Regions from separate parts of the Ovis aries genome. Here region 1 is linked to region 2. A link is a contact called in public Hi-C data. All regions are on one chromosome and are shown on one strand. The core of a region is the stretch at or near the end of the contact, and the rest is flanking DNA. Distances in the headings are between cores, read along the strand shown.

The links. A called contact is a pair of places that touch in the nucleus more often than the background predicts.
Region 1: a Hi-C map of mixed tissues shows a contact between it and region 2, with 3 times the contacts expected there. The contact joins the enhancer-like site here to the promoter of NDUFA5 in region 2. A contact is called at or near these places in 2 of 16 Hi-C or Micro-C datasets (blood and mixed tissues).

What each region holds. Positions count from the first base shown.
Region 1 is chr4:89,785,217-89,787,916 of ARS-UI_Ramb_v3.0, reverse strand. All of the region lies in intron 2 of HYAL4 (hyaluronidase 4), which reads right to left. Among named protein-coding and RNA genes, the nearest start is that of HYAL4, 18 kb to the right of the region's middle. Within about 2 kb of position 1,361, at least 6 of the 54 cell types and tissues checked have an H3K27ac peak or open chromatin away from gene starts, as enhancers often do.
Region 2 is chr4:89,481,602-89,484,301 of ARS-UI_Ramb_v3.0, reverse strand. It overlaps NDUFA5 (NADH:ubiquinone oxidoreductase subunit A5), which reads left to right and starts at 1,405. Exons shown (of 4, transcript XM_027968770.3): 1 at 1,405-1,434; 2 at 1,740-1,784. The coding sequence starts at 1,414.

The DNA.
Region 1 (2,700 bases), core at 112-2,611, 300 kb before region 2:
CTTTTGAATGCTAAGCATTAACCTTTTACTTCACAGATTAATTTCCATCACTATTGTGCTGGAAATATAATTGGGCAATCTGGTAGAAATTAAAGGCAGAACTTTCAAATGGTGTTTTATCTTAGACATTTTATATTCATATCACCCGCACTTTTATAGTCCACTAAATGAAAGATTTTACAATCTCAGGTTTTTTTTAAAAAAATTTTTTTCTGGGCAATTTTCTGGTAATTTTGGTTTAATTTGTTTTCAGGTTCACATCTCTTTCCATTTCCCAGGACCACAATGTCTGCTGAACAGATCAGAGATGACATGACAGGAAGGGGAGGAGTTTTTGTGAGGTTCAAATGAGATAGTGTAAGTGAAATGGTTTTGAGAATTATCTATGATATGAGAAATACTGGAAAGAGGAGAAGTAAGTGATGCAGAGCTCAGAATGAGGACTCTGCTGGGTCCAGGTCCATTGCCTCTTTTAACAAAGACCTAAAGGAGCAGAGCTTCTCCCTCCACTCACATTGAAACTTTCCTGAATGTAGAGATGTCATAGTCACACGACATGATCAGAGGGGCAGAATCCCCAACAGTCTCCCATGATTTCCTGTTATGTGTATGTTACACCTTAGCTCTCTCACAGTCCTTAGATGTTCTGTTCTGTTGTGTTTTTTTTTTTTTTTCCTGTCTTTGCTCTCTCTGCTTTTTCGGTTTTGGAGGCTTCTACTGAGATATCTCCAAGGCCAGAGATTCTTTCTTCAGCTGCGTCTAGTCTAATAATAAAGCCGTCAAAGATATCCTTCCTTTTTGTTACAGTGTTTTTGATTGCTAGCATTTCTTTCTGCTTCTTTCTTGCAACTTCCATCTCTCTTATGTAGCTTATGTTGTCTGTTTTTGCATTTGTTCTGCTTCATCCATTAGAGCCCTTAGCATATTAATCATAATTGTTTTAAATTTCTGGTCTGATAATTCCAACATCCTTGCTGTATCTGAGTCAAGCTCTGGTGTTTGCTTTGTCTCTGCAAGTTGTGTTTTTGCCTTTTACTATGTCTTGTAATTGTTTCCTTGATAGCTAGATATGATTTGATTTTTCTCCATAAGTAAATAGCTCGTACTAGGTAAAAGTGAAAGTGTTAATCACTCAGTTGTCTGATTCTTTGGGACACCATGGACTGTAGCCCGCCAGGCTCCTCTGTCCATGGGGGTTCTCTAGGCAAGAATAATGGAGTGGGTTACCATTTCGTTCTCCAGGGGATCTTCTCAACCCAGGGATCAAATCCAGGTTTCCTGATTGTAGGTGGATTCTTTACCCTCTGAGTCAAGAGTAGCTGCTATAAATAGACCTTTAGTAATATGCCAGTAAGGTGTGGGCGTAATGAAAGACTTTACAGTCCTATGATTAGATCTCAGTCTTAGTGAGGTTTTGCCTCTGGACTGTGAACTTCACAACTGCTTCTCAGTTTTTGCTGCCACTCCCTGTTAGGTAGAACAGGCTGGCTAGATGGGGCTAGAGATGGGTATGTTCCTTCTTCCAAGTGGAAATCTAAAACCAGGTGGAGTTGGTTTCCTTTTCTGCAGACCAGTTAGGTTCTGGTAAAACCTCAGCAATTTGGCTGTGGTTAAACAGTTTCTCCTGGGGCTGGACCTTGTGCAGAAGAACAGAATGCTCTGGAATACTCAAAATGGTTCCTTTTCTTTTTCACCTATTAGATGCATGAGGGGAGGGTTTCTCCAATATTCACTAGAAGGACCTAGTGAGCTCCTGCAGGGGAAAGTGTGCTCCCCCAGCCCGCATGACTGGGTGCCCCTGGAGTTTTTAATCTCTCAGTCTTGTTGTTGCTGAGCCACCAGCAGTTTCCTAATTACAGTTCAGCTTTCTGTGCTCTGTCAGTGGTTCCCACAGAGGTTTCTGCCCAAGGACTTCTGATCTGGTAAGCTGGGTTTCTCTGTATTCACCTGTCTGTCTCTCCAAATTTGAAGGCAGCAATTTTCCCTGTGTGTCCACACTTCTCTTATTATTCTATGAAGAGTTGGATTTTTTTTCAGTTTGTTTAGCCTTTTATTTCTTAGGGCCAAGTGGCAACTTTCAAGCTTCTTGCATGCTAAACTGGAAACAAGAAATTGTCCATGAATTCCTTTAGTTTAAGGCTTTGTCATCAGAGGGAGGGGTAGATACAAAATTTACAATTCTTCTTTATCTGTTGTTGATCCATATGCAGTAACTAGGGAAACTACAGATGTTTATGGTGAAAGCTACCCATTCTGAGGCTGATATCAGGAGGCAATGTTGGTTTCTTTCCAATGTGTCATTGACAGTCATTATCAAAGAGAGTTTATTGGGAATGATTCAAAATGGCAAGTCTTCTAGCATGTTAACTGGAGGTAAGGAGTCACTAGTAGATATTTAGGCCAAATCCTCTCAGTGACCAAATTAGCTCACTGTCACCGAGTGGAGAGCAGGGTGCTGAATAATCACAGAACAGCTATGTTTAGGGGACCAGAAAAGCAAGGACACTACTCAGTGCTTGAAGTCACAAGTAAGATGCCTCTAGGAGTAAGTTGGGACCGCCTGAGAGCTGGGCCACGTGAGTGATGCCACACGAAAGGAAAAGTAAATGAACAGCAGCATAATAGCAACGCATCTTTCAGGTCCCAGCATGTTGCAGGGCTGCCGTGCCCTACCCACGATTCTCTGCTCAATCAAGGTTT
Region 2 (2,700 bases), core at 156-2,655:
GAAAATGATGATACATAAAAACAATATAAGATAACTAGACAGCATATTAGAGGGTGAAAAGGGCTACAAAGAAAACTGCAACAAAGAGGGTAAAGAGTGTCTTTGTGATGATTTGCAATTTTAAATCTCAAAGCCAGGACAGGACACACTGGGAAGGTAACAGTGCGCAAATATTTGAAAGAGGTGAGAGAATGAACCAGGCACCCATCTGGTGGAAGAGTTTCCCAAGAAAAGGGTTAGAAGAGCAGCTATCTGGGTAGGGAGAGGGGAATAGGAGGTTAGGTCTGAGGGGAGAAGGGCAGAGGGAGCAACAGTGCTGGACAATGGAGGCAGATGCAAGGAATTTGGTTTCTACACTTTGAGTGAAAAATCACAGAAGAGCAAAATACTTTCTAAAAGGATTAGTCTAGCTACTGGGTTGAGAATAATAACAGCAAAATAAAAACACAGTCACCTGTGTGTTGCTATGTTCCATGCATTGAGCCAGGCCCTTTATATATTTACAAACTCATTTGATATATAATCTCCCTCTGACGAGAGAGAGAGGCAAGAACTGAAGCAGGAAGACTTGTTGTGGTTATTAGTTCTTTTCTTGCTGTTTGAAGAAAATTCCTTATATATTCTAGGCACCACTTATCTTTTGGTGATTGTATGTGGTTGCAAATATCTTCTCCCATTCTGTGGGCTGTTTTATTATTGATGCTTAAGCTATATGCAGGAGAGGAAGGGGACGACAGAGGATGAGATGGCTGGATGGCATCACTGACTCAATGGACGTGAATCTGAGTGAACTCCGGGAGTTGGTGATGGACAGGAAGGCCTGGCGGACACGACTGAGTGACTGAACTGAACTGAACTGAAGCTATATTTAGTCTCAATTTTTTGTGCTCTTCTCTCATTGACTTTTTAAGCAAATTCCCCTTTTAACAACAGTAGCCCTACAATTTTTAGTCATTTCCTCTTACCTGCTACCACTGCACTTGGCACAAACCTCTTTTGGAACACTTAGCCCATTACTTATTAAAGCATGTTTTGGTCATTGTTCTGTGAATTCCGGGATGTGAGATCCTGTTGTACAAAATCTGTCCCAGAAACTAACACACAATGGGTGTTCAATAGATCTTTGTAAAGGTACAGGAACTGAGACGAGAGACATCTAAGAGAACTCTTTCCCTGATTGTGCTTGATTGAGAGACTGGTGCACTCCTTACTCAGGCATCAATTTTCCTCATAGGAGTGGGCGGTGCAGCGCCTTTTGCTCCCCGGCAGAGCCTCAGGGGGCGGGGCCAAGCTGTTTCCAAGGTGACGGAGCGGCGGCCTCGGCGGTGGATGGAGCGGCGGCCTCGGCGGTGGATTGAGCGGGTCTGAGAGAGGTTCCCAGAGGGCTGCGCGTCCCGGCTTCTCGGCGCCGTCATGGCGGGCTTGCTGAAGAAGGTGAGACGGGTGGAGGTCACTGCTGGAGTTTAGACTGGGGGAATGGAGTCAGTCCGCGGGTGGTGGCCTGAACTGGTGCGGGCTAGCGATACTTCTTGGAGACTCATTTTGCTGTGCCCCTATGGGTGACCAGTTTAGCGGCCTCGATTGAAGAGGCAGGAAAAAACTCCGAACCAGAGGTTCTGAGACACCGGTAGCTGGTTTTAGGCCAGTTTTAGCCAAGACAGTGATGGTTTTGCTTTTCTTAGCGTGGGAACCCTCAGAATTGTAGTTAACAGCATGACTCTTGTTTGGTTTTTGAATAGACCACTGGCCTGGTGGGATTGGCTGTTTGTGAAACTCCACATGAGGTATGTACCTCTTTCCTTCCTTCTTGAGTTTCCAAGGAAGCCTAGAGCCCTTCTTTATTGAGTGGTTAACGGAATACGGAGAAGGCAATGTCACCCCACTCCAGTACTCTTGCCTGGAAAATCCCATGGACGGAGGAGCCTGGCGGGCTGCAGTCCATGGGGTCGCTGAGAGTCAGGCACGACTGAGCGACTTCACTTTCCCTTTTCACTTTCATTCATTGGAGAAGGAAAGGCAACCCACTCCAGTATTCTTGCCTGGAGAATACCAGGGACGGGGGAGCCTGGTGGGCTGCCATCTATGGGGTCGCACAGAGTCGGACACGACTGAAGCGACTTAGCAGCAGTAGCAGCAGCAACGGAATACGATGTTTCCGGCTCCGGATTTCAAGTCGGCGTGAACTCTTAAGACAATAGCGGTATTTAGTGCTTCGTTGATTTGGTGCCACTTTTTATTGTTTTTGTTGCCATGATCTCTTTCTCAAATCACTTTTCTTGTTGACTTTTTCCGTGGCATTCTCGTGTTGTCACTTGTACTTTTGTGTGTGTTCTCCCGAGTCTAAATCGCCATTTTTCCACCTTTCTCCTCTGCCTCACTTAAATGCCCTAGATTCTATACACTTTCGATTACCTAAGATAGCACTCTAGGCGGAGAAGGCAATGGCACCCCAGTCCAGTACTGTTGCCTGGAAAATCCCATGGATGGAGGAGCCTGGTAGGCTGCAGTCCAAGGGGTCGCTAAGAGTTAGACACGACTGAGCGACTTCACTTTCACTTTCATGCATTGGAGAAGGAAATGGCAACCCACTCCAGTGTTCTTGCCTGGAGAATCCCAAGGACGGGGGAGCCTGGTGGGCTGCCGTCTATGGGGTCGCACAGAGTTGGACACGACTGAAGCAACTTAGCAGCAGCAGCAGCA